Regions from separate parts of the Sus scrofa genome. Here all the other regions are linked to region 1. The links are chromatin contacts, called in public Hi-C, HiChIP or PLAC-seq and promoter capture Hi-C maps. All regions are on one chromosome and are shown on one strand. The core of a region is the stretch at or near the end of the contact, and the rest is flanking DNA. Distances in the headings are between cores, read along the strand shown.

Region 1 (3,454 bases), core at 373-2,872:
GCTCTATACCCTGAGTTCATTCATATCTGAGAAAGTCTGACTGTTGTCTTTTTTTTTATTTTAATTTTTAAATTTTGATTTATTTATTTATTTTGCTTTTTAGGGCCGCACCCACAGCACACGGAGGTTCCCAGGCTAGGGATCAAATTTGAGCCACAGCCACCGGCCTACACCACAGCTCATGGCAACGCTGGATCCTTAACCCACTGAGCAAGGCCAGGGATTAACCCACAACCTCATGGTTCCCAGTTGGATTCTTTTCTGCTGTGCCACGACAAGAACTCAGTCTTTACATTTTAATGTCAACATAGCTGGATTATAGTATTTTCAACCCCTGTTTTAAGTATACATAAATATCTGCTTATGGCAAAAATGTGAACCTGGAGAGCAGGTTATAAGTGAAAAGTAAACATTTTCCCCCATCTCTGTATGCAGTTTCACTCTGCCATCTCCCCACCCACCCGGTTGTGGGCACAGGCACAGCACCTGGCACTGAGGAGCTCTAAACAGTGTAAGAAATGGTCTTGACTTTCAAGAGTCTTCTTCTTCTTCTTTTTTTTTTTTTTTTTGCTTTTTAGGGCCGAACCCTTGGCACATGGAGGTTCCCAGGCTAGGGGTCTAATCAGAACTACAGCTGCTGGCCTACGTCACAGCTACAGCCACAGCCACAGCAGATCCAAGCCACGCCAGCGACCTACACCACAGCTCACAGCAATGCCAGATCCTTAACCCACTGAGCAAGGCCAGGGATTGAATCCACAGCCTCATGGTTCCTAGTGGGATTCGTTTCCACTGCGCCACTATGGGAGCTCCTCAACAGGCTTCTTTTCACGTCTTAGCTAATAAGTGGGGCCAATAGTGCTTATGTTCGGACTGAAGCAAGCTGGATGGGAGTTGTGTTGATCTGGTGAGTACATGTCTTATCCATAAGAGGCAGCCACTGTTCAGCTTCAGCTATTTCTTGCTCAAGGAAGGCAGACTCACTGTTGCTAGATTTCAAGATTCCAAGTGAAAGCTGAAATGTGTTGTTGCTATGCCAAACTTAACACAAGCATGGGCTGGATTTGATCAGTTTGTGGATGCTGCAGTTGTTCTGAGGATGGGCTATGAAATCTTGGATTTTGAATCTTAGCTCTCTCTATGTACAACTCATCCATTCCCAGTTTCCTCATCTATGACATGGGATTCTCGCTCATAGGGGTCTTATGAGGATCAAATGATGTGCTAAAAGCATGTAATGTATGAGATGGATTTTTTTTTTTTTTCTTTTTACAGCCACACCCGTGGCATATGGAAGTTCCCAGGCTAGGGGTCAAATCGGAGCTACAGCTGCTGACCTACACTACAGCCACAGCAACTTGGGACCCTAGCCGCGGCTGCGACCTATACCACAGCTCATGGCAACATAGGATCCTTAACCCACCGAGTGAGGCTAAGGATTGAACCTGCGTCCTCGTGGATACTAGTACAGTGTGTTATCTCTGAGCCACCATGGGAACTCTGAGATGGACTCTTCATAAAGTTTATAATCTAGGCGAAGAGTCAAATGAATCTCAGATGGGAATTATGCTCAAGAAGGTTTTACTGAGACTGTTGTATTTAAACAGAGACCAGAAGGATGAATAGCTAATGGGGTGCAGCAGCGGGCCAGGTGGAGGGGAAGGGCCTAACAGGCAGAGGGAACAGCCCCAGAGAGATCCCTGAGGCAATCATGCAAGCCAAAAAGAAAGCAGTGAGGATGTAAAGGAGACAATCTCCTGGGAGCCAAGATTTCCTAACTGATAAAGTGTGAGCTAGAGGGAGCCTCAGTTCAGCCTGAGGCAGGTCCCAGCAAATTTAGGACTTCAAGTCACACTGGTCAGCGTTAACTTCCTTGACAGTAAAACCACACCCACCAAGTCTTCCGCCAGGCCCTCTAACCCTCTACTTTCCGACACAGAAGAGAGGGCAGAGCACCGCAGTCTGTCTGCCTTGGGGTCAAAGTGAGTAATTTTCCAGGCAGAGGAGGAAGATTAAGAAGGCAGGTAAGAAAGCACAGAGGTAGGAAGCGGTCCCACCTGCTTGGGTGGCTGAGGTGTTCTGGGCGCGGGTAGGGGCGAAAGGTGGGCAGGGGCTCCAAGACTGGCTGGAGATGGGCCTGGGCAATTTGAGCGCCCACAACTTCAGGTTGGGGAATCTGGACAGTTCGCAGGACCTCAGTCAAATGGAGAATGGGCGCCCCCTGGGAGCAGTACTCGGTAGTGGACACAGGAGGACCCAGATGAGGAGGGGCCTGGGAGGAGGGGGTGCGGCTCAAGATGGGGTAGACAGCCTGCCACAGTTGTCTTCTCACAGGCGCTAACTCCTTCGGGTATGATGAATTCCTGGGATCCCAGAACAGCTGGGCTGGAAGGGACCTCGAAAAGGGAATTGCCAACACATGCCCCGTACCAGGCCCTGAGCCCGGCCTTTTCGTGAACATTGTCTTAACACTTCTAACTCCACTTTGAGGTAGGTATCATTATCCCCACTTTTCAGATGAGAAAAATAGAGGTTTGGTGACTTCCCAAGGAGGGGCGGGGATTTTGTACGACTCCAGAGCCCTTTCCCTGGAGCTCTCACGACTTGGAAGATGCCGATTCTCTGAGGTTTGAGGGAACAAGCATCGGGTGTGAGGCGCGGAAGCTTTCCAGGGGACAACAGCGTGACGGTACTTTGGAAAAGAACCACGCCTCTCTGGTCGCGACAATACTTATTACTGTTGCTTTCCTTTAAGAGCTTCCCCTGAAAGATGAAGTCCTCACCATACGGGGAGGCGGATATTATATATTCCTGGATCGCCAGGACGTCTTTCTCCCTCACTCGCATTGATCCCCACTGGTGACATAAATTACCCTCCCTAATAGCGAGTGAAGGCACCAGACTACATTTCCCGACAGGCCATTCGAAAGGGGGTGGTGGGGAGAGTAGGAAGAGGAGGAAAAGAGACTCTCCGTTTCCGTCGGCTCTCAATTTGGCGTGTCCGCGGTGATGCAAATTTCAGCAGCCCACGTTCTGTCTCTGTAAAGCTAAGGGACTACGTCCCCCAGCAGGCATGGGCACAGAGAGCGATGGGCTTCCATCTTGATTGTAGTCCTTTCCCCCGTTTTCTCAGGGAGTAGCCTTGGGGCGTGGACTACAAGCCCCAGGTCGCCATCTACACTTTGCTTCGGCCTCCATCTTTGCTGATAGTCCCTGCCCCTTTCCCCTTCCATTGTCTCCACCGAAGATAACAGAGGGGAGCCGGGAAAACTGCAACTCCCATCAGGCTCTACGTCACTGGGAGGGGGGGGGTGTTCGATATTGCAAGCGGGCGCGGTGTCCAAGGTGGTAGAATGAGGCGACGGGAGAGACTAGGTAGCCTGCCATCTTTACGGTAGTCTCCTTATTCTCCTGGTTCCTCCACTCTTAAGGAACATTAGAGGGCTTGAAAACT
Region 2 (3,454 bases), core at 464-2,963, 240 kb before region 1:
CCGCTCTTAGACAATCTGGCACAGAAGCTCCGGACAGTTGCAGCTGCCCCTGTGGGTGGATGTGGGGCTCTTCTACCTGCACGGCCTTTATCAGGGCCTTGCCTGATCCTGAGGAGAGCTGCAGATTCCTGCACTCATCAGGGTCATCCTGCCAGAAGGGCAAAAACAGGCCCTGCACCCCAGACCCCGTGCTACATAAGATCCCTTCAACCCAACCCCAGAAAACTCAAGAGGTGTAGTATCTTAGTCACAGCCTAGTTCAAAGCAGGCAGAAGGCAGAGTCCTAAAAGTAGGCAGAAGGATAGTAGCTCTTTCTCTTTTTTTATGGCCACATCTGCAGCATAAGGAAGTCCCCAGGCTAGGGGTCCAATTGGAGCTGCAGGCCATGGCCACAGCCACACCGGATCCCAACTGTATCTGCCAGCTATACATCATGGCTTAGCAGCAACACCAGATCCTTAACCCCACTGAACAAGGCCAGGGATCGAACTGGAATCCTTGGGGGGTACTGGTTGGGTTCTTAACTTGCTGAGCCACAACAGAGAACTCCAGTAGCTCTTTTTTTAAAAAAAAAAAAAAAAAAAAAGCTCAGGGATCCACTCACACAACAGACAACCGCAGGTGGTTAGTTTACAAACTGACAAGTGTATCGTTGGTGGAGGGAGGGACTCACCATCAATGAGACAAGAACCCCTAAGCTGTGAAAATGAACACAGTCAGTGGAGCATTACAGCATAGGTCATCGGTACCCCTGGCCACCAAAACACTGGACCAAGTCATTAGAGGCTGCAAACCCTCCACAGAGGCATCTTTCACTCACTTCTCTGGACTGTTACCCCCCTTGGGCACTCCTGTGGATCCAGGGCAGCCGGTTCCCAATCATCGGTATTTCGTTCCAACCAGGAGATGAGGGATGGTTTGGGACCTGCGCACCCTGGGGAAGGAGAACCAGTCAGAGGCCCAGATCGTCCACAACGCTGGGTAGATACATCTACCCGGTGCATCTCCTGCCAAGCCCCCGTCCTCCTCCCTTCACACAACCTGGTCGCAGGCCAGGACCTCGGACACTCTGGTCTCCCTGCCCTTCCCCCGCCCCCCATCTCCTCCATCCCTTCGGCCCCGCGGAAGCGGACTGGGCCGGGCCTCACCGAGCGAGCCCAGGTGGCCGTAGGTCTCCCGCATCACGTCCCGGTACAGGGCCCTCTGCGCGGGCCGCAGACACCCCCACTCCTCCGGGGAGAAGTACACGGCCACGTCCGCGAACTTCACCGCCCTTGGCCTCCTTCCCCTTCTCCGGCCGGGTCCGGCCTCTCCCGCTCCCCGCGCGGGGAGCGGAGCGGAAGGCCGCGCCATTGGGCCCGAGAAGCCGGCGCCACGACCGTCCCCGTCCCGGCCTCGGCCCCTGGGAGCTGGCTGGCCCCGAGGTTTGGGAGCCCCCGCCGGACCCGGGCGGAGCGTGCCCAGGGAGGCCCGGAGGGAACCGGAATCGGCCGCCTGCGGGGCTAACGGAAACCTTTCGCTGTTATTCAGGAAACTCCTGCCCGAACTTGGGTGAAAGGCACCGGAAGATGCCTTCGGGGAAAATGGCGGCGCCGCTACTGCACCGCCTTTGCCTGAAACACAGGCAGCTTCCAGCTATCGATTTTATTGACCGGAGCGCCATGCCGGCTTCCTAACCTCTTTGCCCTCAAGTGTGATGGCGCTGCGATTGGGCTTCACGCCCTTTTTCCCCCATTCCACGAGCTCATTGGGCGGCGACCGAAGATCGAGCATTCTGATTGGGTGATGCCAAAAGCGGCCTGTTTAAATGAAGCCAACGGAAACGTAAGGGCAGGGAGTTGGACTCGGCGTTAGGCGACTGCCGTGAGTCTGGAGGCGCCAAGGGCGACCCCACTTGGGATCTGTAAAGATCCCCCGATAAGCCGAGGTAGGGAAGGATTTGTGCGACGGAGCCACTCTGGCCAACCCGGGTCTGAGATTTCCCTGGTTTGCCTTATAGTGGCTTTCTCAGAGAAGCCTTCGAGGCAGATAGCGTGTAACTACCTTGTGGCCTTTTAGGGAGGAGAATTGGGCTCAAGTACCACGCCCAGCACATCACACATTTCGTCTTATTTATTTTTTGTTACCATTGTGTGAAGGGATGATTATCAACCTAGTTCTACTAACTAAGAAAATCTCAGAGGGGTCCTGCTAGTAAGGAAAGCGAGCAAAGATTTTGTCCATTGAAAAAAAACGCAGGACCTAAAAATTGCACGTTGGGGACTTTGCTGAGCACTGCAACCTCCCAGATAGCTCCGAGGAACTGCTCCAGAGAGGCAGGAGCCAGGATATATAGCAGTTTTTCCTGAAAAAAATAGAAGTTTTATTCTTTATAAAACTTCACACACACACACACACACACAGCCACGCGACATTTAGCCATCGATTTTGTTGAGGCCTGGTTATACATTGGCTAATGCAAGAGGCATTAATCTTATAAAACACAATACACAAGATATAAGTAATATAGATAATAACATTAATATGTTCATAGGAGTTCCTGCTATGGCACAGTGGGTTAAGAATCTCACTGCAGGAGTTCCCATCATGGCTCAGTGGTTAACGAATCTGACTGGGAACCCTGAGGTTGTGAGTTCGATCCCTGGCCTTGCTCAGTGGGTTAGGGATCCGGCATTTCCATGAGCTGTGGTGTAGGTTGCAGACACGGCTCGGATCCCCGCGTTGCTGTTGCTGGATTGGACCCCTAGCCTGGAACCTCCATATGCCGCAGGAGCGGCCCAAGAAATGGGAAAAAAAAAGACCAAAAAAAAAAGAATCATCACACTGCAGCTGCTCAAGTTGCTGCCCAGGTATGGGTTCAATCCCCAGTCAGATGCAGTGAATCCTGTGTGCGGCATAGGTCTCAGATGCAGCTTGGATTCAACTGCCAACCTGGAAACTTCCATATAACGCAGTTTTGTCTGTTTAAAAAAAAAAAAAGAAGCGTTCTCGTGGCTCAGCAGTGATGAACCTGACTAGTATCCATGAGGACTTGGGTTCGATCCCTGGCCTTGGTCAGTGGCTTAAGGATCTGGCGTTGCCATGAGCTGCATTGTAGGTCACAGATGTACTCGATCCCATGTTACTGGGGCTGTGGTGTAGGCCTGCAGCTGTAGCTCCAATTCGACCCCTAGCCTGGGAATCTCCATATGCCGCACCTGCAGCTGTAAAAAGAAAAAAACAAAACCCAAAGCAACCTGCAGTAAGCCTTCATTGAGTTCTACTCTGTCCAAGGATGGTGACTGTTACCTGAACAAATTACTGGGGAAGCACGTGGAATTCCATGATTGTCCCCCAAAAGGCAGAGTCCCTCCTCCTAATAGCTTTCCAGATCGCTAACTCAGTGGGACCAATGACTTTGGTCTATGAACAGGTAGGATGTAAGGAGAGCAGTGCTGTTCGATATACATTTGTT
Region 3 (3,454 bases), core at 281-2,780, 220 kb before region 1:
GATTAGACCCCTAGCCTGGGAACCTCCATATGCCCTGGGTGTGACCCTAAAAGGACAAAAGACCAAAAAAAAAAAAAAAAAATCTTCCCATGTGATGGAGTTCCCATTGTGGCTCTGGGTTAAGAACCCAACTAGTATCCATGAGGATAAGTGTTTGATGATCCCTGGCCTTGCTCAGCAGGTTAAGGGTCCAGTGTTGCTGCAAGCTGTGGTGTAGGTGACAGATGTGGCTCAGATCTGGCATTGCTGTGGCTGTGGTGTAGGCCAGCAGCTAAGCTCTGATTCAAGCCCTAACCTGGGAACCTCCATATGCTGCAGCTGCAACCCTAAAAAGGAAAAAAAAGAATTTTCCCATATGGATACGTCTGAATTTCCTCCAGAAGATACTATGATTCTATACCTGGTCAGGGTTCTCTCAACTCACTTACGTCGCAGAGGACAGATGTAAAGACCCAGAGTGGACGAAGGCCTTGATCACCATGGCCCTGAGTTCCTCCTAACACACAGGCCAGGATCCTCCTGCTGGATTCAAGAGCTGAGTACTCAGCTATAATTAAGCACCTACAACAACCTGTCCCAGTTACCTGACCTACACAAAGCCTTGTGAGAGTCATACCCATTTAATATATAAGCAAGCAAGTTGACTGTTCCAGTGCTATGTCCACCTTAAAAGGGTAACCTAAACAACCAGCGGACGTAAGTGGCACTGTACATCTTTCATAACTTAGAGGCAAAATACAGCAGTGGTCAAGAGCACTGACTGGAGCTAAACTTGAGTCCAAACCCTGGCTGGGAAATTAAACCTGCATCAATTCCCTGCTCCTTCTGTAAAATGGGGCTGATAGGAGTATCTTCCTAAGAGACTTCGTACTGTCAAACGAGTTAATATGAGAGAAAGTGCCCGGCACACAGGACAAGGTGTTTCTTGCTAGAACGCGGAGACCATAGGCAAGCACTCTCTCACTGCACCGACCCATAACGGGATGCGGTTTGCTTGCCGCGCGACTAGAGCTCTCAAAACACGCCGCAAGCTCTAGCCATCCCGCACCGCGGGAGATCCCGCTGAGCAGCTACCCGACGGAGGTACCACCACGCGCGTGCGCGAAAAGCCAAGCGGCCGGTGGACTAAGCCAAACGGCGGAAAGGGAGAGAAGACGTAGCGCGCGGCAGACAAGGACCTGCCTCGGCCCCGCGCCGCCCAGCGGCCAACCGTCCCTAGGACTCGCGCACCCCATCCGGATCCTTGCCTAGACGCCGTCAGGTCACGGGCCAATGAACGAAGAGCAGGAAGAGGCGGGGTCATCTGAAGGACCGCCCCAAGCACGTACTTCTAACCAGTCGAGTCATAAGACTTGATGAAGGGAGGAGCTAATCTGACGTATACCCAATCCAAGATTTGAGGGCGGCTACATATTACCCACTCCCCGGAGTTTGACTCCGCCCTTCGCCTTGACGTACACGTCTCAACCTATCAACGACTAAGCCTGTAGAGGGGTGAGGGGAAGGGGGCGGAGAGTGGGAGGAGGCAAAGAGAGGAAGGAGGCGTAGGCTGAGGAGGAAGAGGGAGGAGGGGCAGGGAAGTCCTGGCGGAGAGGAGGCCCCAGACTCCAAAGGAGACAACAGGAGGGTACGCAGAAGCTCCCTCCCTACCCAGCAGCCGTTCCGGATCCCTTAAGGCGCAAGTCAGACAGAGACGGAGGAAAGGAGGAAGAGACTTTTATGTCGGCAGACAGAGAAGCTCTACCCGTCACCGTTGCCTCACATCCGGGGCTTTGGAGGGCTGGCCCCCGCGGCCCCGCCCCCCCCTCGCGCCTTTCATGGCGACCGGAGGCGGAGGCTGGAAGAGCTGGGCTTGGAGGAGGCCCCTTTAAATCTCCTTAAAGGGGTGGCCACTCATCTCGGCAGACTACAACGCCAGCCTTTAAAGGGGAAGCCACCGAACAGACGCTGACAAATTGAGAACTGTGCTGTTGGGAGAATTGGAAGGAGTGGGGATTCTCACCGCCTCTCCTCCCCCACGCAAGAAGTCCTTTAAATTCAACTTAAAGGGGAAGTGGCTGCTTGTGGAGGACTAGAAACTAACTCCCGAGCCCTTAAAGGGGCGGCCTGCTGTTTGGAGAACCCTGGACTCCTTAAAGGGGTGGCCTCTTTTCGTCGGAGGACTTGAGGCACTTTTAAAGGGGAGGTCTGCGTTTCGGGTCGAGCTTTCGGCCCCTTTTAAAGGGGTGGCCCTTCCTCTTCCTCGGGGAGACTTGTCTCGACCCCTGGCAGGGGGCGGCCACCGAACTAGGCCGGTCGGACACCGTCGGGTCGTCTTAAAGGGGACAGGGGCTGAACAACTTGAGGCCTTGCCTTAAAGGAACGGCCGCTCCGTTTTCGTCGTCTCGTCCCCGCCGGCCCCACAGGGGGGGCCCTCAGGCTTGTCGCCCCGGGGGCGGCGCCGGCTTCCCGGGCCTTGGCCTTGGGGCAAGCTCGGGGCCAGGAGATCCTGCTTTAAAGGGGAAGCCGTGGCCCTCTCGTCCCTGTGCAGCCGCCAGCGCCGCGCGTGCGACCCCGGGCCTGCGGACAGGCCGCTTCGGGCCCCGCCGCCTCCGGATGCGGCGCTGAGGGCGGTCGCCATGGAGACGGCAGCGGCCGCGGCTCCCGGCCCGGGCTGGGCCGCTGAGGGGGAGCGGCGGCGGCGGCGCTGCTCGCGCCGAGACCGAGACCGGGAGCAGCGGCGCCGCCGAGGTCCCGGCGGCGACGCGCCCCGGGCCCTATTGGCCGCCCCGCGCGGTTCCTCGTCCTCGTCGTCGCCGCCGCCGCCCGCCAGGCCCTGGTCGTCAGCTTCATCTGGAGAGCGGCCGGGAGGCCCGAGACGGCGGCGGCCGCGTCCCAGGCCTCGGCCCCCGCGACCCCGAGCTCGGAAGCGGCCTGCCGGCTCGGGCAGCCGCGGGGAGGAAGAGGAGGAGGAGGAGGAGGGGGGCGCAGACGATGGGGAGGCCGAGGAGGAGCCAGAGGAGGAGGAAGAAGAGGAGGAGGACTTGATCGATGGCTTCGCCATCGCCAGCTTCGCCAGCCTCGAAGCCTTGCAGGTGGGGTCTGATGGGGCTGGGGACCCTTGGGGGGCTTCAGAGGGCCAGAGAGAAGAGTATGAGGCCTGGAGTGGGTGGAGTTGAGGGGGGAATGCTGGCACCCCAAACCAGAGCAACCGGCTCCTCTGGCCAGGCCTCTGCCCCACCCTGGGGTGGGAGGAGGTAGAGCTAGTCTCCAGGGACCAACCAGGTTACCTGGCCTCTGAGCCACTCTGGTAGCCTGGTCACCCCTAGAGAGATCGGGAGCTTTCTGTTTTTCATCTACTTCAGTTCCACCTCCTCTTCCACAGAAGGATGCATCTCTTCAGCCCCCAGAGCGACTGGAGCATCGGCTAAAGCATTCTGGGAAGCGGAAGAGGGGGGGCTCCAGTGGAGCCACT
Region 4 (3,454 bases), core at 510-3,009, 200 kb after region 1:
TGGATCCTTAACCCTCTGAGCAAGGCCAGGGATTGAACTCGAAACCTCATGGTTCCTAGTCAGATTTGTTGACCACTGCATGGCAATAGGAACTCCAAGGGCATAGCTGTTTTCTCTAGGAAAATGTCTGCAGCCTACAAGGGAAGTTTTGGAACACGTGTCAAAGATAAGTTGGGAAGGAAAATCTGCATGGTATATGTGTACCAGGAATAATGCCCTTTACCTTGTTTTATTTAATACTCACCTCTTCCCACCCTTCAGTGTGCAGTGGTTGGATATGGGCTCTCAGTTCCCAGGCCAGGGACTAAACTCTGGCTGTAGCAGTGAAAGCACCTGATTCTAGCCACTAGACCACCAGGGACCTTTCTCAATACTTTCAGCTTTCCTTCTCCAGGCAAGGCTGATGAGAGTGCAAGTTGCAAGTTAATTTGAATTTCATGTTTTGTCCTTTTTCTCATAAGGAGTGAACAAGCTTCAGAACACTTCAAAATGTCTGTATAACTAACAAAAGGAGTATTTTGCAGCCACACAGACCTGGATTCGAATTAGACCCCTTACATTTGGCTGTTCCATAATCATAGATTGCATTTGGCCTGAGTCTCATTTTTTTGGTGTATAAAAGATAGCCTTGCTATCTTTCTTCGTAAGATTGTGATGGAAAAGCAATTAATTGGGCTTTTTTTTTTTTGGCCGCGCCCACTGCATGCAGAAGTTCTGGGGCCAGGGAGTGAACCCTTGCCACAGCAGCCACCTGAGCCACAGTAGTGACAACGCCAGATCTTTAACCCACTGTGCCCTGAGAGAACTCTCTAATTGTGCATTCTGAAGCCACTTCAGCCCTATACAAATATCAATTATTGTTGGATCTGCACATTGATTCCTCCGTAGGGTTTCAGGAAAATACTCCCAGCCCTTTATCAGCAAAAGGCTGGGAGAACCCTGATATAATCTCAATCTCCGGATTGTTTGGGCTTTTCTGTCCAACAGCGAGTCAGAAGCCAAGCTTTGAGGTTGTAGGTGGGCCATAAATGCTTAATCAAAACAGGACCCAGGGGTCCGAGCTAAACTCCATGCTTGCTTTCACGTCAAACGTCACAATCCACAAGCCCTGGTAAGGACAACCCTGAAAGACGATGAGTGAAAACCAAGACGAAGAAAGGTAGTGTGTGTGGTCGGGGGAGGGACGTTAGAACCAAGAGAGGGAGGCTGGCGCGGGAGGGAGGATGCATCTGATGCAGTGGAAGGGCAGTGGAGCGGAGAAGCTCGCTATCCGGAGTGAAAGTGAGGCCCAGCGAAAGGGGCCAGCCTGAGGAATTTCGGTTCCCGCCCCACGACTCCCGGCTTTGACTACAGTTCCGCCCGCAGACGCCCTAGGCCCCTCGCCCCGCCCCCAGAGGGTAATCGGACTGTACCATTATGATCTTATAGGGGTGGAAGTGAATCTTTGGCTCGTCCTTCAGAGAAAATATAAATTATTTCTCAGAAAAAATAAGGCTATATATATTATTTGCATGGTTCTTAGTGAATAACAATTATGTTCTGCCGGCTAGGACCCTATATATTCCCTGAAGGGCGGCAGGAGTCCGGCCATGCTTCCCCTTTTCCTTTCCGCATTTGGTGCATTCCCCCAGGATACGTAGGCGGGGGAGGCGTACATAAACCTCGACGCAGGAGGCGGGGCTGCTCAGTCCTCGAGGCGTCGGTGCTCAGCGGTGTTGGAATTCTGTTGCTTGCCGGCCTGTGCGCGCGTGCGCGGACATGGCCTCAAACGGTATGTAAGTGCGCGAGGCGGCGGTGGCGCGCCAGCCCTGGAGCTCGTAAGCTCCCAGTTGGGCTTTTGTTTCTCGGTGGGGCCCGGGCAGCGATCGCATGTAGGATCTTCTCCGCACCACTGGCGGGAAGCAGCGGAGAGGGGTGGAAGGGGGAGGCCGATGTCGCCATTTTGTTTCGCTCCGCTGGCGCCTCGCGCAGGGCGGGAGGTCTTCCCTTTGCAGCCCCTTTCCTTTAGGTGAGGGTTGGGAGGAACTCTTCTTGGTGACTGGGGACGTGAGACGCGGATGGAAATGCTTGGTCCCCGTAGCCTTCTCTCCTCCGCGTCTCCAGCCCCGCGCTCGGGCCCGCTTTGTCGCAGTGCTGCATCCGGGCACTCGGTGCGCGCACGCGCTCTACTGGCCCCTCCCCCCTTTTCTGGCGGCGCGAACCCCCCTCCCGCCTCGTGTCGGCCCTGCTTTTTGTCGCGAGACCCTCCACCGGCAGCTCCGCGGCGCTCGTCCGGTGTGGGCCTCGCTCCCGGGGTCCCTCGGGAAGGGGCGGGACCTCCTCGTTCCCGCCTCGCGTGCCACGCGGCTGGGGGCGGAGGCTTTGGATCGGGACCGCGCGCCCGTTTAACGGCTAGGGGTGGGGGGCTAGGGGGTGGTCCAACGGACTTGGGGACCGGGTGAGGCTTTTCCCGCCTAAATTTTCCTCCTTGGGAGGTAGGAACTGAAAGGAACGGCCGCCTTAGGCCACACCCTCTCCCGATCCTTTTGCCGTTTCCTGCGGGGAAAGCTGTTTCCTGTATCGAGATGAGTTGATCAGGCTTGTGCTGTCTTCCTTGTGGCGTTTTCGTTACCTTGGATTCGCCAAGTCTCCCCGCAGCCCCGAGGCAGGCAGGGGAGATAGGAACTCGTTGGGAGCCGTAGGGCTGAGGACCTGAGTACCAGTCGGCTTGCCTCTCGAGGCGACCGCTCTTTGATGGCGATCTCTGTCGTTTGGGGTCAAAGAATTCTCCCTTCTTGGTGAGCTGGCTCTGCACTAAAAGCCCCCTGTTCCTGTCTCCAAGATTGGATGGAGGGTGGCCTCTCTCCAGATCTTGAGACTTTCTTTGGGTTGAGAAAGTGCAGGCTACAATCGGAACGTTTTTGCTTCTGGCTTGCAATAAAGCCTGTTCTGCTCAAGCAGCTGTGTGGCTTCAGTTGGACTCTTGGGGATACCTTCCTCATAGAGTGGGTGTGAAAACATGTGAGTCAGTTTGTGCAGTTCCGGATATCAGTTGAAGTTGCAGAAAAATGGTAGTTGTCCACCAGGACTCTTGCTTTTTCCAGTACTTAAGGCCTCTTGGTCTCGGTAGAAATTCGCTTTTTTGGTGTGTCTTTATTGTGAGAAAACTTGACTTTGGTCTGCCGTCTTGCCCCTCTCAACTAGGGTTTCAGGAGGGGATTTCTGCCTTGTCAATTTTCACATCTAGGGGCTCTGGGGCTTGAGTTGAGGCCTTTACCTCTAGTTTGTTCTCTTAGGGGTGGCTGAAGGTAATGTTAATATGATTGTATTTTTCTGTTTTGCAGACTATACCCAACAAGCAACCCAAAGGTGAGTGTCATTTCTGGGTTTCCAGAGTTTGTAGGGGGCAAGGGTGGCTAAGGTGTCTTTTCCTGAGAGCACCGTTGTTGCCTTTTCTTCTCCAGCTACGGGGCCT
Region 5 (3,454 bases), core at 292-2,791, 180 kb before region 1:
ACTTTGAACTGGGCCTAAACGATTGGGCATTTATCCACTTTTTTCAATCAACAAATCTACCTTGCATGCTTCTGTATGCCTTGAGGCTCTAGCACAGGTCAGCGGTAGCAAACTGGCAGCCTGTGGCTGAATCTGATGTATTTTGGCCCACATTCCTGTAGGGTGAACATTGGTTTGAGCTGACTATTCCTTTTGGTCAGAGTATACGGCCTCCTGTTCCTAACATTCCTCATCTGCCCCTCTTTGCTTTATTTACATCATCTTCTTGGTCCTTCTAGGTTTGAGTTTTCAACCACTGGTATTTGCTGTAAGAAAAACAGAACTTCGGAGTTCCCGTCGTGGCGCAGTGGTTAACAAATCCGACTAGGAACTATGAGGTTGCGGGTTTGATCCCTGCCCTTGCTCAGTGGGGTCAAGGTTCCGGCGTTGCGGTGAGCTGTGGTGTAGGTCGCAGACGCGAATCGGATCCTGCGTTGCTATGGCTCTGGCGTAGTCTGGCGGCTACAGCTCTGATTCGACCCCTTGCCCGGGAACCTCCATATGCCATGGGAGCGGCCCAAGAAATGCCAAAAAGACAAAAAAAATTAAAAAAATAAAATAAAAAAAATATTAAAAAAAGAGAAAGTTTAAAAAAAAAAGAAAAAGAAAAACAGAACTTCAAGTCAAGGTCAGAGAGAATCATCAACTCTTAGAGTAGAATGGAGATCTAAACTGAGCAGGTGAAGAGCTGAATGAAAGCTTTATTATGGCCTCCTAACCTGGCTCCTGGGTGGTCGGCCCTCATGAGGTAGATTTTGTGACAGTGCTTGTAACCTTGTGACTTAGACTGCTTGGCTATGAATCTTGGCTTTGAGCTCTATTACTCTATGAGCCTCAAATCATTTATAAATGGAGCATTGTTGGGATTGAGATCGTGCACAAGGTGCCCTCAGTAAAAGGTACGTTATTATTATTATTCTATTCCAGGGTGAGGGTATCAGATTCTCAAATGAGTTCCCTGGTGGCGCAGCGGGTTGAGGATCTCCGGTGGTCACTGATGGGGCTCTGGTCCCCACTTTGGCACGGATTTGATCCCTGGCCAGGGAACTTCCGCATGCCCGGCGTGCAGCCAACCCAACCATTACCAAAAAAACCCCCAAAACACAACAAATTTAAGGGGTTCTTAACTCAGAAAGTTGGCGACCTGATGCATAAATGCTTAGGAGCTATCAACAATACCACCCATGTGTCAAATGCATTGGCTCTATACGAGTGGACTGCAACGGGAATCCAGAGATCCAGGCTCCACTGCTAACTTGCTGAAAGTACCTGAGAAATTCCTTCAGCTCTCTGGGTGATCTATAAAAGAAGGTACGGTGGCCACGTCCCAGTGGGCAGCTGCAATGCAGCCCCAGTGGCAGGTTAGCCGGTGGAGGGTAAAGAGCTCTGCTGCGGGAAAGGCGCGGAGCCTCCGGGCGGACTACATTTCCCAGCCTGCCTTGCGCTTCGGGTAGCGCCCTACGTTAGCACGCGAGGCTCCCTGCTCTCCCAACCTCCAGTTACTGTCTCGCGAGAGGACGGGCCGCGCCGGCGGTAGCGATAGTGAGCTGTGGTGGTGGCGGTGGTGTTGGTGGTGGCGGCCGAGACGGCGGCGGCCATTTTGGTGAGGCCTCGGAAGCGGCGGCGGCGGTTCGCTGCGAGTAGCGTCTCCCATTTTCCCCACCCACCTCCCGCATCTCTGTGCCGTGAGAGGAAGCAGTGGAAGCAAGGCGGTGGCAGTAGCCGCGGGCCTCAGGGGGATTTAAAGGCCGCGAAGGAGGCGGCAAAGAGGGGGCCCTCCCCCTCCTCGGCGGGAGGGGGGGGTGGTGCGCACGCCCCCGAGGACGCAGGTAAGGAGAGGGAGACAAGATGGCGGACGCTCCACAGTTCCCCCTCCCCTGACGGCTGACTGCGCGCGCATCTTTCCGCCACCGCCTCCCCTCCCACCTTCCCGGGGTGCTGCGCGCGCACCTTCGGCCGGGGCCCCGGGGCCGGTGCGCGAGGCTGTCGGCGCGCGCCCATAGAGACAGGCTGAGGGGGGCCAGACCGGCCGGCACTGGGCTGGGGCGCGTCTTCTCTCCCCTTCCGCCCGTCTGCGCACGCGTGCCTGAGCGAGCGAGCGAGCCCTGAGAGGACGGACCCAGGTGCGCTCCTGCCCGCCCACCAACCCCAGCCCCCCACCTCAGGGGCGCGCGAGAAGAGGAAGGGGGGCGTGGGACGAGTAGTTGGGGCGCGCGCCCACCATATCCAGTCCGGAGCCAAGATCTGGCGGCACGAACCCTTCCTTATCTTAAGCTCTCTCGGTCTGGTGGTGGGGGGCTCCCTGACGGGCAGGGACGAGAGGCTTCCCAGCCCTGCGACCCTTGTGTGCGTGGGTTTGGGTTCTGGCGGGAGCCCCGGGGCGGTGAGCACAGCCGGCTCTCTCCGCCTCCAGGCGCGCACGCGCGGGCCCCTCCCCCAGTCTGTCGCGCACGTTGGGTGCGGTGGGAGTCTGGAGGGGGCGGGGCCATCTTAGGGCTAGTGGCAACTTGGGGCAGAGGTCAGGGGTCACGCCGGGTCAGGCTGTTGGGACGGCTTAGGAGATGGTGATGAAGCCTGGGGTCAAGAGTTCGGGCTTCTTGGATCCTGGTTAGCTTGAGTCCAGTGAATCAGTTGTGGAAGAGGGAGTGAATCAAAGGCTGCAGTGTGGTTAAGGAGCTTCCTTAAACACTGGGGAAACACTTCCGGGCCTTGTGTGGGTTTACCCTGCCTATTTCCGGGGCATGGGTCTTTGCTGTTCGGCCTTTCTCCCCTCCTGACTGCTCCTCTAAGGTCTCCTGTTGTAGTTCTTGTGTTTGGGGAAGTGTCTCCTGGCGCAGCATAGGAGGCCCAGGGCCCTGCCTTGAGAAAGGTTGGATTCTCCTATGTTCAGCCCTTACTGGAAAGGAGAGCAGGCTGCCAGGCTGCCAGTACCTTTTGAGCTTCTGGATGTGATAACTTGTTTGGCTTTGTTAATTTGCTCTTCATTCAGTGGTTGGAGCCTTTTACCTTTAAACTTTTTAAACTTTTTGGGAGGCTTCATTTCCTTACTTCAGCCAGAATCTCATGTCCTAGGGAATTCTTTTCACAAAACATTATTTGCTTTTATTTTTTGAATATGATCTATTTCTACTACTGTAATCCTTTTCAGTCTTTGAATTGACTTGGGTATATCTACGAGTCTCAAAAAAGTTAGTGTAAAGAAGGCTTCGATGGGTGTTGGTAAATGTAGATTGGTCCCTCATGCTCTTTTCCTTTCCATTTGTTTCAGGCGTGATTCTCCTCAGTACGGCGGCACCGTGGAAGTGCAGACTTTCACAGGGAGTGTGGTCTCAGCTCACACAGGTGAGAGTTCAAATACCATTTCGTGTACTGATGCTAATGAGAGAGATATTTGAGATAATTGTGGTGCAACAGC
Region 6 (3,454 bases), core at 576-3,075, 130 kb before region 1:
CAGTTATTATGAGGCTTACAAAATGTTGATGTTTTAACTTTATTTCTGCATTTATTATCTGGCATTCCACTATAAAGAACGTCTTTTTCTCCATTTATTTATTTACAATTTTAGTGTCAGCGTGGTCTCAGAGTTTTTGTTTGTCTTTGGTCTCAGAGTTTTAAAATTCATTTTGTTATATTCATTGCTGCCATTAGCTTTCTTAAACTGTTTTGTTGAAGTATAATTTATCTACAGTAAAGTACACAGATCTTAGGTGTGCTGACTGGTGAATGTTACATGAACACACCTGTGTAATCACCTCCTAGGTGAATGGAACATTTCTAGCACATCAGAAGGTTCACTCATGACCCTCTCAGTCTCATCATTCTTTTTGTCCCTGATTTCAACCTGGTTCTTGTGTCTAAGTCCCCATCTTTCTTCACTTTCTGGCACAAATTATTCCAGGTTCATCTTGTACAAGAAAGTACAGAGAAAGTCTCCAGCCTGGGAATTAGGCTGAGTCTCCCAAGGAGCTCTGGTTTCTTTTGAGGAAGGTTACTTTGAAATCAGCATCTAGACACTAGCTGTGCTCACTCTAATGGGGATGTTTTTGCTGCTAGGCCCTTTTAGAGGTGAGAGCTAGAAAATACCTAATTTTATCTATTTTAAAAATTATTCCTAAAATTATGCCTCCAATTTCAATCAGTCATAAGGTCCTTTCTGTTCCCCATTCCAAATTCTATATTCCTACAGTAAGAACCCTGACTGCCAAATACATCAATATGTTTATTCATTTGTTCAGTTTCAAAATAATTATTCCATTATACTACCAAGCCGGTCTACCAAATATGGTGTAAGGTCAAAATACTCTTAAAAAGTTACTTGTATTCATTTTTTAACTTCTTCCACGTTTGTGATCCCAAAGTGACATTTCTAAGATAGTTGTTAGGTTAAAAGAATTCATTCTCTGCCTCTTTCTCAGGAACATAACTTCCACAAGGGTAAGGACTTTTTTTTTTTCTTTCTTTCTTTCTTTCTTTCATTGCTGTTAATCTAACGCTGAGACGCTCAACAAATATTTGTTGAATGAGTAAATGAATGTCAGGGTTGAGCTATGCACTAATATCTATGAAGTCAGTCGCTCCTGCAAGAATCTCACAACTTGGTAGGCTTAGAGCAGAGTGTGACACCATCCAAGGCTTTTGGGAGCGGGTGGCGGAAGACTGGGAAGATGTATAACCCCAGGTGTGGGCACTATGGCTTTGGAGGTATCCAAGGTTTGGAGCAGCCACAAGACGAGAGAGTCTCTAGTGGCTGACTGGCCACAGCTCATTCAAGTTCGAACCAAAGTGGCCAAGTTGAGCTGCAAGCTGCGAGCCCCGAGCGTTTTAAAGGCTGGAGGCTGCCTCTCAAGGTAAGAGCTTTGGATCAGCTGCTAATGTTTTTAAAAGTCGAATTCACATAGAGATTCTGGGAGACTGAAAGTGCCATGCCCAAAAACGAGAGTCAGAGGCGCATTAAGCCCCGCGTCCCGGGTACGCGGAGGTTACACTTCCCGGTAAACCTAACTTCCGGGTCCCGCTCCAAGGCCCCAGCTCCGCAGGTCAACAAGCTCCTCCCCTGCTGACCTCGCGGATGCCGTATGCTGATGGGTCGTATCTGAAGCCCCGCCCTAGCGTCGCAACCATTGGTAACTCCAAGCTTCCACTCCCGCGCCAGCCCAGAGATTCTCGGCTTCTTATTGGACTATCAGCTTTCAATCGGAGGGGTCTTTGAACTTCAGTTTTCAGGTGGCGCTGGCCATTGGTGGACAGGATGGGGGCGGGGCCTGAGGTTTTTGCCGGTACCGTCTCGGGTAAGGGACTAGAGCAGAACCCCGCGACTGAGCTGCTTTGACTCTACTCTTGCTCTTCTCCCCGCCCGGCGGGTATGTCCCCGCGAGACCCCGCGCCCCGTCCCGGCGCCTGCCCAAGTGCGCCTGCGCAGCAACAGCCACCGGCCCGAGTGCCCCTTCCCCCCTTCCACCGCACCTTTTCCCTTCCCCCCCTGCCCCCTCCTTGCCTTGCCACCCTGTCCCGACCCCTAAAGGCCCTTTCGTGGGGTCTCCCCAGTCCCGATCCTTCCCCCACCCCGTCCCCCATCCCTCAGGATCCTGGCTCCCCAGCCGCAAGGGCTGCGCCCCCGTGAGCCGCGATGTGCGTCCTCTCAGAGCCTGTGGGCCTCACTGCCCTCCGTTTCCTCCACACAGGCGCCCCCCTCCTTCAGAATGACGCTGGACGTGGGACCAGAGGATGAGCTGCCCGACTGGGCTGCGGCCAAGGAGTTTTACCAGAAGTACGACCCTAAGGACGTCATTGGCAGGTGAGGCCGCGCCCAGTGAAATGGAGGTCTTGAGAGGTCAGGTCCTAGCCAGGATACACAGTTCCCTCTGAGGGCTGAGAGTTCTAAATGGGAAGGGTTAGTGGGGAGCAGAGGAACGTTTAGTGACTAGACTCATTTGTTCTGGGTTAATCCCCATTTTTCCACAAATTCATTCATTTATGTATTCGACGAACAATTCAGGCACCTCCTGTGCCAGGCACAAAGGTGAACACAGGGAGCATGGAACAGATGTTTATGCTCTGGAGGTACTCCAAGTGAAGTGACTAAAAGATATATGAAAAAGTATCAGGCTATGTAGAAAGTGCTGCGGGGTCTCAGAAAACCACAGCTTCCCAGAAGGGGTGATATTTGGGTCTTGAAGGATGAACAGGAGTTCAGCACACAACAAATAGAAGGAAAGCCCCACTTGTAGAGGCAGTGGCAGATACATTTATACATGAGGGTTTTCTAGGCACATACAATGTGCTGGGTGCACTGTGCTAGGCACTGGAGATGTAAGATCTATCTTACAAGGTTTCTGTTCTCCTGGAGTTTCTATTCTAGCGGTAGAGAAAGACAGTAAACAGGAAAACAAGTTAAAGTTCAGTGTCAGTGCTAGGGAGAAAATGAAGAGGGTGATGGAACAAGAGTAATTAATGGAGCTGAGACTTAGAGCATGAGAATGAACAAATCATGAACTGAGGCAGGATATATTCCAGACAGAGGGAATGGCAAGAAAAGGGCCTATTCACAACACAGATAGAAGATCATAGTGGCTAGAATATGGTGTGAGTGGAAAAAGGGGGAGGAAATTAAGTTGGAGAGGTAAATAGAGGTTGGATTGTGTAGAGCCTTGGGCCAAGATAAAAAATTTAAATTTTGGAGTTCCCATCCTGGCTCAGCAGAAACAAATCTGACTAGTATCCATGAGGACGATGGTTCGATCCCTGGCCTCGCTCAGTGGGTTAAGGATCCGGAATTGCCATGAGCTGTGGTGTAGGTCGCAGACGCGGCTCAGCTCTGGCATTGCTGTGACTGTGATGTAGGCTGGTGGTTAGAGCTCTGATTCGACCCCTAGCCTAGGAGCCTCCATGCACTGTGGATGTGGCCC

Evidence for each region. Promoter capture Hi-C pulls out the DNA fragments that hold promoters and counts their contacts. Hi-C and Micro-C count contacts between places; a contact is called where the count stands out from the background. HiChIP or PLAC-seq counts read pairs in DNA pulled down with a chosen protein or histone mark.
Region 2: a contact with region 1 is called in a Hi-C map of liver, with 4 times the contacts expected there. The contact joins the promoter of ZNF689 here to the promoter of FBXL19 in region 1. A contact is called at or near these places in 1 of 5 promoter capture datasets (liver), 3 of 47 Hi-C or Micro-C datasets (heart right ventricle, liver and skeletal muscle) and 1 of 2 datasets of contacts at active chromatin or transcription factors (alveolar macrophages).
Region 3: a promoter capture Hi-C map of liver shows a contact between it and region 1, with 4 times the contacts expected there. The contact joins the promoter of FBRS here to the promoter of FBXL19 in region 1. A contact is called at or near these places in 2 of 5 promoter capture datasets (fetal liver and liver), 4 of 47 Hi-C or Micro-C datasets (heart right ventricle, liver, retroperitoneal adipose tissue and 1 more) and 2 of 2 datasets of contacts at active chromatin or transcription factors (alveolar macrophages and skeletal muscle).
Region 4: a Hi-C map of skeletal muscle shows a contact between it and region 1, with 4 times the contacts expected there. The contact joins the promoter of FUS here to the promoter of FBXL19 in region 1. A contact is called at or near these places in 2 of 47 Hi-C or Micro-C datasets (liver and skeletal muscle).
Region 5: an H3K27ac HiChIP or PLAC-seq map of alveolar macrophages shows a contact between it and region 1. The contact joins the promoter of SRCAP here to the promoter of FBXL19 in region 1. A contact is called at or near these places in 3 of 47 Hi-C or Micro-C datasets (alveolar macrophages, embryonic fibroblasts and liver) and 2 of 2 datasets of contacts at active chromatin or transcription factors (alveolar macrophages and skeletal muscle).
Region 6: a promoter capture Hi-C map of liver shows a contact between it and region 1, with 4 times the contacts expected there. The contact joins the promoter of PHKG2 here to the promoter of FBXL19 in region 1. A contact is called at or near these places in 1 of 5 promoter capture datasets (liver), 1 of 47 Hi-C or Micro-C datasets (embryonic fibroblasts) and 1 of 2 datasets of contacts at active chromatin or transcription factors (alveolar macrophages).

What each region holds. Positions count from the first base shown.
Region 1 is chr3:17,519,927-17,523,380 of Sscrofa11.1, reverse strand. It overlaps FBXL19 (F-box/LRR-repeat protein 19), which reads left to right and starts at 1,622. Exons shown (of 12, transcript XM_013987711.2): 1 at 1,622-2,024; 2 at 2,335-2,490.
Region 2 is chr3:17,764,999-17,768,452 of Sscrofa11.1, reverse strand. It overlaps ZNF689 (zinc finger protein 689), which reads right to left and starts at 1,713. Exons shown (of 3, transcript XM_021086420.1): 1 at 1,149-1,713; 2 at 821-934. The coding sequence starts at 1,353. LOC110259905 (a long non-coding RNA gene) reads right to left here. Exons shown (of 2, transcript XR_002342364.1): 2 at 2,098-2,344. It overlaps LOC110259906 (a long non-coding RNA gene), which reads left to right. Exons shown (of 4, transcript XR_002342366.1): 4 at 1,531-3,454.
Region 3 is chr3:17,741,887-17,745,340 of Sscrofa11.1, reverse strand. It overlaps FBRS (probable fibrosin-1), which reads left to right and starts at 1,530. Exons shown (of 18, transcript XM_021086415.1): 1 at 1,530-3,074; 2 at 3,365-3,454. The coding sequence starts at 2,619.
Region 4 is chr3:17,324,870-17,328,323 of Sscrofa11.1, reverse strand. FUS (FUS RNA binding protein) reads left to right here and starts at 1,759. Exons shown (of 15, transcript NM_001287420.1): 1 at 1,759-1,771; 2 at 3,324-3,348; 3 at 3,444-3,454. The coding sequence starts at 1,759.
Region 5 is chr3:17,700,949-17,704,402 of Sscrofa11.1, reverse strand. SRCAP (helicase SRCAP) reads left to right here and starts at 1,541. Exons shown (of 34, transcript XM_005653006.3): 1 at 1,541-1,868; 2 at 3,308-3,381.
Region 6 is chr3:17,655,012-17,658,465 of Sscrofa11.1, reverse strand. PHKG2 (phosphorylase kinase catalytic subunit gamma 2) reads left to right here and starts at 1,825. Exons shown (of 10, transcript NM_001166317.2): 1 at 1,825-1,909; 2 at 2,231-2,343. The coding sequence starts at 2,249.